Linked DNA regions of Mus musculus: region 1 is linked to region 2. Evidence: chromatin contacts called from public Hi-C data. All regions are on one chromosome and are shown on one strand. The core of a region is the stretch at or near the end of the contact, and the rest is flanking DNA. Distances in the headings are between cores, read along the strand shown.

What was found. A called contact is a pair of places that touch in the nucleus more often than the background predicts.
Region 1: a Hi-C map of liver shows a contact between it and region 2, with 2.1 times the contacts expected there. The contact joins two enhancer-like sites. A contact is called at or near these places in 2 of 484 Hi-C or Micro-C datasets (both in liver), 3 of 115 datasets of contacts at active chromatin or transcription factors (embryonic stem cells and extraembryonic endoderm stem cells) and 2 of 9 other capture datasets (embryonic stem cells and macrophages).

Annotation. Positions count from the first base shown.
Region 1 is chr16:93,590,204-93,596,039 of GRCm38.p6, reverse strand. Setd4 (SET domain containing 4) reads left to right here. Exons shown (of 12, transcript NM_145482.3): 6 at 2,705-2,793; 7 at 4,737-5,166. Among named protein-coding and RNA genes, the nearest start is that of Setd4, 11 kb to the left of the region's middle. Within about 2 kb of position 4,334, at least 27 of the 459 cell types and tissues checked have an H3K27ac peak or open chromatin away from gene starts, as enhancers often do. A contact at or near this core is called in liver, where this site is marked.
Region 2 is chr16:92,406,488-92,412,939 of GRCm38.p6, reverse strand. The region is part of intron 1 of Rcan1 (regulator of calcineurin 1); the gene reads left to right. Among named protein-coding and RNA genes, the nearest start is that of Gm29805, 27 kb to the right of the region's middle. Within about 2 kb of position 4,974, at least 11 of the 459 cell types and tissues checked have an H3K27ac peak or open chromatin away from gene starts, as enhancers often do. A contact at or near this core is called in liver, where this site is marked.

The DNA of each region.
Region 1 (5,836 bases), core at 3,085-5,584, 1.2 Mb before region 2:
GATGTCGGCAGTAGCTGCTCTTGTCAGAGTGGAAACACGATGTCAGGAGGCCCTGGAGCCTGGTCCAGAGCCTGGCTCCAGTCCTCCAGCTGGTTTCCCTCCTGGAGAGTGGCGTCCATGATAGAGGTCATCTCCGTGGACTCCTTTTTGTTTTTTTCTGTGCTATTTTAAAACATTAACCAGTATACAATGTTCTTAAAAGTTACAAATTAATTTCTTTATTTTAAAATCACATACACTTAAATTTTCAACAAAATTTTTATTCTGATGTTTGTATCCAAAGTCTTACCCACAGGACGCACACTTTGCACTACAGAGCTACAGCCTAGCCCCTAAGTTTGATTTTTAAATTCCTTAACTTAATTTGTTTAAATTTAGTCTTGTATGCATGCTTAGCCAAAAGAATGTGCATTTCTGTGCTGTGATTTTATAATGCTACTTTGTTTTTATTTATCATATTTACTACTTTGAAGTATTCAGTACCAGTGAGCGGTGCCATGCTAGTGTGTGGTATTTCTACTTTTTATTAGGTGAATCATCTTTAAAGTAAACTATTAGTATGTGGTTTTGGGATGTGCCACTGCATATGTGCAGATCAGAGGGCAACTGGGTGTTGTTGGTTCTCTTCTTCCACGCTCATGTGAGTTCTGGGCACTCCAGGTTTGTAAGGCAAGCTCTCTACCCCTGAGTGTTTCTGTTTTTCATGACTATCATAACTGACTTTGCTCCAAAGCAGTGCATGGGAGGTGAACTACAGCTGTCCCGCATACAGCATGTGTGCCGATGTGCTTAGAGCGTGAAATGGACATTGACCATGGCTTGGCTCTTTCCTCTCCTTTTTTTTTTTTTTTTGCGGTATGTGGAGAGATGTAGGTAGGTCTTTAATGTATAGTTTGATGTATATTATACTTATAGATACTATAATGAGCCTGCTCAAGTCTTTTCTCTGTTGTGCTAGAAGTCAAAAGCAGCTTGAGGAGGCGTGAGTTATTGTCCATCACGTAGGGAAGTCAGGGCAGCAGCGATTGGCTGGAACCTGACGGCAGGAACTGAATCAGAGACCATGGAAGAATGCTGTTCCCTAGGGTCTTGGTTTTCATGACTTGCTCAGCCTGCTTTATGGTACAATCCGTCCAGGGTGGCATCACCCACAGTAGGATGTGTCCCACCCATATGCCCACAAGTCAGTCAGATGGAGGCAGTCTCTCAATTCGGACCTCACTGAGGTAGACTGTCATTTGGAATGACACTTGAAAAGGTGGATTATTTTCACAATGCAGCTCTGACGTGTAGAGCTAATGCGCTGCGGGACTTTACCCATCCTGCTGAGTTCTCACTTCTCCTTCAGGTATCACTGGTATAGATCATAATGCCGTAAAGTGGGGGCGCAACGTCAGAGAAAGTCTGCAGGCAGCCACGTGCTGCAGGGTTGAGGAGGAGGCTGAAGCCAGACAGAATACTGAGACCATCCTCGTTAATATTATTTATAAGACATTTAAGCACATTTTCAATACTTTTCTTTACCTTCTAAGGAAGTCTTGCAAGACTCTTCCGACTCCTCAGACCTGTTTGAGGTGTGTTGTGTAGTGAGGAAAGGAGAACATGGACAGATCCCGGGAGTTTGTATGTCTGTTACTTAGTTGTCTTTTTCTGTTGGCTTCCACTTCTTTTTTTTTTTTTTTGGTTTTTGGTTTTTGGTTTTTTCGAGACAGGGTTTCTCTGTGTAGCCCTGGCTGTCCTGGAACTCACTCTGTAGACCAGGTTGGCCTCGAACTCAGAAATCCACCTGCCTCTGCCTCCCAAGTGCTGGGATTAAAGGCGTGCACCACCACACTCAGCCTGGCTTCCACTTCTATATGTGTTGTGAATATATATACTGTATCTTTTGGTGGTTTGAATTCTTTTTCTTTTTTAAAGTATTTTTTGTTGGCTGATTTAGTTGTATAGATTTGAACCTGATTCAAAGAGATTCTGAGTTTTGTTGAATGCAATGAAAATATGTGATATAATAAAAATTATGAGACTTAGAAAAACAAGTTAAATGCTGTCTCACTCCGAAAGAGAAGAACCAAGGCATAAGACACATCATGCTCAATCAAAGCCTAAGTCCTGCATTGTACCTCTTGATTCTGGAGCTCGCTGTCTGGCATCTGGAGCTCACTCGCGATCTCCTGGGCTCTGCCATCCATGAACACCCACAGCTTGTCTTGTAGGCTGAGGCCAGCTCCACTCCACTCCTGCTGCGGTCCCTCGTGGTCACCTCATGGTCCTGGCATCCCCAGGATACTGGGATCTCCTCTGCAGCTGAGGCTGTACCTTCACCAGTGTCCTCTCCTGGCCTCTGACAGTGCCAAACTTGTTTCTTCCCATGGCCCTTCAGCCCTGGCATTTCCATTGCAACAGAGGCTGCACCGTCACCAGCGGCCTCTCTTGGGTCTCAGTGCCAAGCCTTAGCTGTTGCTTCAGACACTTACGTAAACGTTGTTTACCCTGTTGATGTGCAGCCTTGGCTCCCCCACTGGGCCCCAGCCTCCGTGTGCTGACCCTGAGGAAGTGCCCCCAGAAGATCTGATCTCCACGATGCTGGTCTTTGGTTAATCAGAGCTAATCTTGAAGCCCATGCTCATCCTCACTGCTTGTCCTGGTAAAGCTGAGGTTTTACTTCCGCAGTGTTCTTCCTAAACTCTGCTTTCTCTTTGGCAAGGAGGGCCAGGTGATGATCTCACTGCCTGAGAGCTGTCTGCTCACCACGGACACTGTGATTCGAAGCTCCCTAGGGCCCTACATTAAGAAGTAAGTGACCACACCTCACACCTGGTGTCTGCCAGTGCTGCTCACAGCCCACGTCGGCAGCACAGGGCGTGAGGACCCAGCTCTCGGCTAGCCGAGAAATACTTAGTACGATTGAAGGTTTATTCTCTTCCAGGGTTGTTCTTGGTTCAGTGTGAACTGTGTTTCCAAGGTTTTCCAGGCTGCCTAGGATGTGGTGCTCACCCTGTCCCCTATTTACTAGAAAGTGAGCATGGGATGGGATGGTGTACGTGACAATGGTGTGGCTGTTTCCTTCTACCCTAGAAAGCTTGGCAGATGCTAGGCCACTGTCCCAGGTTCACCCTGTTGTACCAGCTTGGCTTCTTCACCTTTGAACAGATTTGACCTTAGGGCAGAGCTTTAGTTAGGAATGGGGGAGGGTAGGTGCTGTAGGTTGAGAGCCACGTCCTGGGCATGTGGTGGTGAGCCTTGCTTTCAGAGCATCCCTGAAGTCAGAGGAGGGAGAGCCTCAGCAGAAATTATTTCTACGTTGGGTTCAAAGATGGTGCTGACCCTTAACCCAAGTGGATACCCCTCCACCTGCTCTCTATGAACCCCGTTACCGCCAGCTCTCTATAGGCCCCTCCCCCGGCTCTCTATGAACCCCATTACCCCTCAGCTCTCTATAGGCTCCTCCCCTGGCTCTCTATGAACCCCATTACCCCCCCTCTCTATAGGCCCCTCCCCCGGCTCTCTATGAACCCCATTACCCCCCCTCTATAGGCTCCTCCCCCGGCTCTCTATGAACCCCATTACCCCCCCCCTCTATAGGCCCCTCCCCCGGCTCTCTATGAACCCCATTACCCCCCCTCTCGATAGGCCCCTCCCCCGGCTCTCTATGAACCCCATTACCCCCCTCTCTATAGGCTCCTCCCCCGGCTCTCTATGAACCCCATTACCCCCCCTCTCTATAGGCCCCTCCCCCGGCTCTCTATGAACCCTGTACCCCTGGCTCTCTATGTGCCTGTGCAAAGTGAAGATGCTCTCTGGCCCTTATTCTCTGAGTCACTCAGATCGCAGTACAGTGTGTGGTAACATGGGAATTTGGGCTTCGAAGAATAACGGTAATGTTTCTGAGTCTGTTTGTGCCTTAGGGACTGAATTATGAGTAATTATTCAGCAGCTACATGATTTGTATTAGAACCTGGGAGTTTCGGATTCCACAGTTCTGTCTTGGTGGTGCCGTCCAGTAGAACCCCCAGCAAAGGTGTGGCTGCTTTGTTCTGCACTGTCCAGGAGCCACAGATGCCTGTGCAGTGACTGGAATGGGAATGTGCCTTGTGTTACTAAACAATGATTCCTTTTGGTTTGGTTTTTTTTTTTTTTTTTTTTTTTTTGGTTTTTCGAGACAGGGTTTCTCTGTGTAGCCCTGGCTGTGCTGAAACTCACACTGTACACCAGGCTGTCCTCGAACTCAGAAATCCGCCCGCCTCTGCCTCCCGAGTGCTGGGATTAAGGGCGTGCGCCACCACACCCGGCAAAGAATGAGTAGTAGTTTAAATTGAAATAGTTACTTGAGCCAGCATTCACTGTGTTGGCTGGCGTGGCTCTGTCCTTCTACCCTCTGTACCCTGTGTTATTTACCCTGTGTTATTTACCCTGTGTTATTTACCCTGTGTTATTTACCCTGTGTTATTTACCCTGTGTTATTTACCCTGTGTTATTTACCCTGTGTTATTTACCTTTACACGGTAAAACTCAGAAGCCTTCAGCAGGAGAACCAGGCTGGAAACAAGGTGTTGGGTTTTTAAACGGGAGTGAATCTTACCTGCTAGTCACGGAAGTGGCGGCTCGGGAGAGGCACGGCCCTAGGAAAGATGCCTGTGTCTTGGAGAGTTGACAGTTTGAACACAGCCCCTCTGAGGCAGACGACATTGTGAGAGTCCACACTTTAACTCTTCCCATCTGTCTCCTCATTTCACCAGGTGGAAGCCTCCTGTGTCTCCTCTGCTGGCCTTGTGTACTTTCTTAGTCTCAGAAAAGCATGCCGGCTGTCGGTCCCTCTGGAAGTCTTACCTGGACATCTTACCCAAGTCATACACCTGCCCGGTGTGTTTGGAGCCGGAAGTGGTAGATCTTCTTCCCAGCCCTTTAAAGGCGAAGGCGGAAGAGCAGAGAGCCCGAGTGCAGGACCTGTTTACCTCCGCTAGAGGCTTCTTCTCTACCCTGCAGCCTCTGTTTGCAGAGCCTGTGGACAGCGTTTTCAGCTACCGAGCCTTCCTGTGGGCCTGGTGCACGGTGAACACCAGGGCTGTGTACCTGAGGTCCAGGAGGCAGGAGTGCCTTTCCGCAGAGCCGGACACGTGTGCGCTTGCTCCGTTCCTGGACCTGCTGAATCACAGCCCACATGTGCAGGTGAGAGGGCGGCATGGAGACAGGTCCTGCCGTTACAGAAGCCTGCCATGTAGGGACAAGGGTTCTGAGTCAAGGATGGAATGGTAGTGGAGGTGTAGCCTGCTTCAGGTGGATGTGCCGGGCCACCGCCTTCATGCTGCCCTGTCGTCATTCTAGCAAATGTCTGCTGAGCTTCTGCACTGCGCTGCCCTCCAGGCCTGCGGGCCCTGTGCTGAGCCAGGCCTTTCCCCGATCCAGGCAGTGACACTGGGCACACAGAGCATGTGAGGCTGGACACAGGGACTCAGTCATTCCCCAGCAGCCTCACTTGGATTTTATTGCTGTTTGTGGACATTTGTGGACCTTGGTGATTCTATAGATGACCATAGAAAGCCCCAGCCATAGTTGGTGGGAGCCTGAGGGTCCTGAGCTACAAAAGACCTTTCTTACCTTAAAGAACTATTAACAAATAACAGCCAGTGATCAAGACCACAGTTGGTGGAGCCTTTGCAACTGCTAACAACAGTCTTAGTACTGCCATAGTTTCTTCTCTTAGGCTGTTTGTGACAGATCAACTCCCAACAGATGTCACGCTTGGTCATTTTCAGAGTCCATGACTGGAGTTCCTCCCTCACCTGGGTAAGGGCGAGATGGAGGAGGGAACAGGCTGAAGTGCAGGAGTCGGATTCTC
Region 2 (6,452 bases), core at 3,725-6,224:
AAGTTCAGGAGGGACAAAGGGCAGGGAATGCGAGACAAAAACAGACAGAGGAAGAAGGGAAAGGGAACGAGGGAGAGGGCAGGGACAAAGGACTACCTCTGGATAGAGAGGACACAGACAGGGCCCATAGCAAATGACAGTTTACAAAGGTAAAAGGGGAAAGCCCACGTTAGGATGAGGAGTTTTAATTAGACATCTTAATTAGGTTGATTGCTGGACTTCAATACTTTGACAGCTGGACCTTAGTAGTTAGTTAGCTTAGTAGTTGGAAGGAGGAAGTGACCAAATAAGGGAATGGGCCTTAGGGACTAGCTTCAGGAGTGTTACCAGTGTTACCAGGGTTTAGCAAGGCAGGGGGAATGGGGAGGAGGGCAAGGCCTGCCAGAGCCGCGTTTGCCAGGCCTGCCATACTCAGGCCAGCCAACCTCTGATGCTGAGAGTCTGGTGCTGAGGGTGGGGATGAGCCTAGCCCGGCCGTGTGGCTCCGCCGTGACACTGCGCTTGTGTTTCCTGAGGGGACACATCCCTTCGAAGGCCTGTGTGGTGCTCAGCTGTAGCACACAGGGTGATGCTGTACCCGCCCGGCCCTTACCCGCGGCTGTCACCGTTAAGTTCTATAGGAAGTTCCAAAACCCTAAGACAGCACACAGCGTCCTCACTGACTTTCCTGACAGACCTTGGCGCTCCTGTGGGACCTCCCTCCTCTACCCACAGGAGGCCTTTGCCACCCCTTCCCAGTCACTCCAGCTGCTTACTGTTCCTAGCTGCCACACAGACTGTGACTCCAGCTGAAGTGGGCGCCTCCCCTCGGGTCAGCAGGCCCCTCCCACAAGGAAGAGGCTTAGAAACACTGACAGAAGGAATGCTAAAAAAAACAAAAACAAAAACAAAAAAGAACAAAAACTTACATCCAGAGATGAGGACCCCCTACGGTCCTTTCTCCCGCCCCCCCTTCATTTTAAACTTACATCATCTTCTACCTCAGCCAATCTTCAGGGTGCTCGGTGCTGCGGCACCAACTGTCCATCCTCTAAGCCCCGTCTCTTCTTTGTGGGTCAGTATTTTGGAGTCTACAGCAGCTGCACAGTTAGTTCATCCATCCCAGCATTCCAGAGACCCAGCCACCTCCTGGGTGCCCAGAAATGGCGAAGGTGTGAGCGTATGGGTGTTGGTTTTCCAGCCCTTGGGGAGTCACATGGACAGCCTGGGTTGTTAAAGGGACACACATGGTTCACATTGTCATTGTCATCTGGGCCAGAAGAAAAATGCAGTTCAGCAGCAGGCTCCCTCACATGAAGCGTCCAGGGCAGGCTTTCCAGCCAGAGTGGAGCTTCTAACTTCCTATTAAAGGACGAATGAACCAGGAAAGGGTGAGGGAGATGCTCCCAGGGGGGAGAGTTTGACTCAGAGCACCATACATGAAGACAGCCTTAGGGAACATCAGTGATCAAGGACAGTGTGGCCGGAGCTGGTCACAGGTGAGGCAGGACCCAAGCTGAGAGGTGGCTGGAGCTAGGACGTGGTCCAGAGACTGGAAACCACAGGTGGGCTTGTCATTCCTCACATCTCTTGTGGGGGTGTTCACGGGAGCTGGGCTGATGTTTTCAGGTTGTCCATGGTCATGCAAGTATATATGTGAGCACAGAAGTCAGCTTCAGTTTGGTCAGAATTGTACCAGATGGCTCATTCTCCACGCCAGCAGTGCTCCAGCGGGGCTCCAGCGGGGCTCCAGCGGGGCTCCAGCTTGCACAGTGCTGGTCACCTGGAAGGCTTGTTAAACACTTTGCAAATCAGTAGCCATGTATGTCTGTTTCTGTCGCTGTGGAACAAGTTACAGCAGATGCGTGGTTTGCCCCATCAGGGTCTGACAGGTCTGGAGGTGGGAAGACCAGGCACGCTCATGAGGTGTTCTCACTCTTAGAGGCTGGAAACAGGGTCCCGGCTGGTCTGCACGGCTGTCGGGAATCTGTGAAGGGGACTCTACTTCTCAGCCTGCTCAGATTCTTCTCCCTGAGGTGGGCCTTGCTCCTCAGGGCGCTTGCCTTCCTTGCCAGCAGACTCCTCCATTGTCAGAGTCAGCATCAGAGAATGGCTCACCAGCCTTGTTTGCTTTTCAGACACACAGTTACCCAGGCTGGCCTTGAGCTCACGGGGTAGCCCAGTCTAACCTCAAACTTGGAATTCCCCCATCTCAGTCTCCAAAGGCTTGGGATTACAGGCCCGTGCCACCGTGCTAGAATGTCTCACACTGAGTCTGATCTCAGGAAGAGCCAGGTCCCTTTGAGAGGCTCCCCTGCATAATCTCCAGAAGTGACTTCATCTAATCACAGAACAGAAGCAAGCCTTCCTAGTTAAAGCTCCAGGAAATGCAGGCCATGACACCAGGTGCCACATTAGGGTTTCTCCCTACTGCAGTAGAAGAGGCATAAATCACATTTCCCATAGGCCCCATTTCCCCAGGTAGTGGCCATGATGCTTGCTAGCAACTGATGTCTGAGAAGAGTACTTACTTCTGCTGACTGGACAAGCATTTGGCTTAAACTGTTCTACCTCACAGAGAAGGGAAGTGCAGCTGAGAGCACTTCAGCCAGCACACGAGACTACTACCTCACAAGTACTGGACAGTCAGCCTGGGTCTGGGCCAGTCATGCCAGAGTCTAGCTGCAAATCTCATTGTGTACAACCTGGCAAGCTGCAGTTGACGAGGAACTGCTAGTGGGAAGGGCTAGAGCCTGGTCATATCCAGGCCTTGGCCACTCAGCATGCTAACCTCAGAACTACCCATCCAGACATGCACACCCTTAGTCCCAACACTGGAGAGGCAGAGGCAGGCAGATCTCTGTAAGTTTAAGGCCAGTCGGGCTATATAACGAGACCCTTCCAAAATAGAAGCGAGGTCGGGGTATAGAAGCGATGTCTCAGTTCTCGTGAGCACCAGCTACTCTATGGTTATGCCTTCCACACACAAAGCTCAGCAAAGCCTGCTCTTGAATTCACACGGGTGGAAAAGCAGTGCAGGCTGACCCTCCGTGCTTGCTTCCCATCTGATTAGCTGCAACTCTTGCCTCGTGAGCACGGCTGGGAAAGGCCCCCTTACTGTTGCTGCAGAAGGATGAACGTTCAGTGCTTAAAGAGAAAGCAGTGAGTGTTACTCCCGAGTTTCCATCTCTGCAGAGGCATCTTCCTGGATTTTGCTTGGCCCAGAGGCTGCACGGAGCCTCTGTTACATTCCAGATGCCGCACATCGCTTACATTCTAAGAGCAAGCATCCTGAAGCGTGTACATGGCTTTTTACCTTTCCAAGTGAGTGAAGTAGATGAGCTTTTCAGAAAAGCAGCTGGCTTCTTAGATTCTGCATGAAATATCAGCTTTTCAGATAGGAATGAGAAAAGCAAAGATGTATTTTTTTCCTATCCATTTGAAATCTAACCCTAGTCTCAAATCTTTTATCTACAGAACGTACTGTCGTTGCACTGGTTGACTGAGTTGGGTTCATCACCTAGTGGACTTAGCCTTTGTAGACCCCTGTCACCTCATCCCTGAACACCTATGCATCTCTTTAGAGTCTCACGTGTGCACATTCATGTGTACCTACATGCCTGTGGCAGTCAGAAGCCAGCCTTGGATACTCTTCTGTAGCCCCTTTTCCAAGGCAGGGATTTTTACCGCCCTGTTGCCCAGTGGGATAGGCCAGCCGGCCAGTGAGCACTAGCATCCATCTCTCCCCACCACCCAAGTGCTGAGATTACAAATGTGCATCACCACGCCCAGCTTGGTGTTTGTTGTTTGTTTGTTTTGTTTTTCTCTTCTCATCATGTGTTCTTGGGATTGAACTCTGATCCTCATGATTGCTAAGTGAGAACTGTACCAACCAACCGAGCTGTTTCCCAGTCCTTCCATATTCCCTTGTCACCCAGCCTTCAGTCCTGTCTTCCAAGCTGCAGTGCTAACCCCTGTATGTGGACAAAAATTGTGCCGTAGGCATTTGGAGCCCCTAGTAAACTATTGGGTCCTGTACTGCACCCTTGGTAATGGCTGAGTGTTTTCTGACTGATTTGGCTGGGAGCTACTGGAAGGAGTTACTATGCATGCATCCCCCCTACAGATCTCCACAGAGACTGTGACTGGGGCTCTGTGCCCTTCAGGGAATGCTTGCGAAGGAGTTGCAGTGTTCTAGGGTACATAGCTTGGTCTCCCCTTAACATTAGTGGAAGAAACCAATCATCATGTAGTGAGTGCTAAGAATCTCGGGTTCCTTTACACGGTGTGTGATGGAGCAAGCATGATCCCAGCATGCTGTGCTCCTTAGTTCTTATTGACAATTTGTCACAAGCTAGCGTCACCTGGGAAGAGGGAACCTCAACCGAAGCATTGTGTCAATCAGATTGGTCTGCGGGGCACCTCTGTGAAAGGCTGACTTGATTAATGATCAAAGTGGGAGTGCTCAGCCCACTGTGGGCGGCACCATCCCTATGGATGTGGGCCTTGGCTTCATAAGCAATCTAGCAGAGCAGGAGCCTACAAGCAAGACAGTAAGCAATGGCCTCCATGTTCTCCACTTCCATTTCTGCTTGAGAGCCTGCCTTGACTTCTCTCAGTGAAAGATTGTGACCTGAAATAAACCTTTCCTCCACAAGTTGCTTCTGGTCATGCCATTTATCACAGCAACAGAAAAGCAAGCTAGAACGTGCACCAGGTCTTTAACAAGTGATGGTCGGATGGAGACATTGATCATTTTCTTCCTTAGAGACTTGAAAGCATGACTGATGTAGGTCCTGGACTTTGGGCCCTGGGAGTTTTCCTCTGCAGCTGACTTCTTGCCTGGAATTTTCCCTTTAGCAATACATTCCTTTGGAGTTGAGACTTTGATCTCCAGAATTTGCTGATTAAATACAAATTCTCTTGGAAGGCCTTGTACATTAAACAGCTGTTATCATTAGTGCTGTAATGGGGAAAGTTTGTTGGGTAACATTCCAGACTTGTTAGAAGGGTGATTCCAAGGAAGGAGCCAGGCAGAGAGAGACAGAGGCAGAGACAGAGACAGAGACAGAGGCAGAGACAGAGACAGAGACAGAGATGATCCCAGTGCCTTAGAGAAGTGGAAACAGAGATGAGCAGGGAGAGATTCAAGAGCAGAGCCCACACAGTGGCCCCTCCAGCCCAGCGGGTGTTAGACCCTCACTGCTGGCCTCACACTGGTGTCTGCGGAATGTTCTGTGCTCTGAGGTCTGCCCACACTTACGCAGAGCCTGGTCCAGCCACCTACGGCACATCACCCGAGAGAATCAAGTGACCGTTCCCTGGCCCCGATTGTACTGCAGACACCTCAGCCAATACAGTTCATTAACTAAAGATGGTTCACAGAACAGGTTTTTGTTGTTGTTGCTGGTGTTGGTGGTTTGGTTTGGTTTGGTCTTTCTGTGTGTCTTTTTTGTCTTTAGTAAAATAAATAGTTCTAGTAAAATTTTGGTTTAAAAACGGGATTTTTAAAAAATCAGTAGCGAGCAGGGCATAGTGGCGCACGCCTTTAATCCCAGTACTTGGGAAGCAGAGGCAGGCGGATTTCTGAGTTCAAGGCCAGCCTGGTCTACAAAGTGAGTTCCAGGACAGCCAGGGCTACACAGAGAAACCTTGTCTCGAAAACAAACAAACAACCCCCCCCAAAAAAACAAAAACAAACAAACAAAAAATCAGTAGTTAAGCAGTCGTAGCACACGGCTTTAATCCCAGCACTTGGGAGTCAGAGGCCGGCAGGTCTCTGAGTTCAAAACCTGTCTGGTCTACAGAGAGAGTTCCAGGACAGCCAGAGCTACACAGAGAGACCCTGTCTTGAAAAAGAAAGACAGAAAGACAGAAAGAAAGGGAGAGAGGGAGGGAGGGAGGGAGGGAGGGAGGACAGAACAGAAGGAAGACTAGGGGAGAAGGAAGGGAAGGGAAGGGAATCGAAGGGAAGCCAAGAGAAGCGAAGGGAAGAGAAGCGAAGGGAAGGGAATCAATGACTGACAATACAGAATAAAACCACCAGGCATGGACTGGGCTAACAGCTCAGTCTGTAATGAACTTGTCTTGCAAGCATGAGGACCTGAGTTCAATCCCCAGAAGCCACACACAGCAAGCTGGGTATGGTGATGTATGCTGTGAGCCTAGGACTGGGTGGGGCAGAGCCCAGTGGATCCCTGGGACTCTGGCTAGCCAGCCAAACCTACTTACTGAATTTCAGGCCAATGAGAGTCCTTGTTTCATGACTACAAGGTGGTTAGGACCTGAGGCACTAACTACAGCTGGTATTATGTCTGTGGTCTATGCACACATACATGTGCACCCATGTGAACACACACAAGACCAAAATTATGGGGAATTTTAGCTAATAAACATAGTATAAAATTAATGGCCATAATACTGAATCAGTCTTCTAACCTTGAACTTTATGTAGCATATCTGTTAACCTTGAT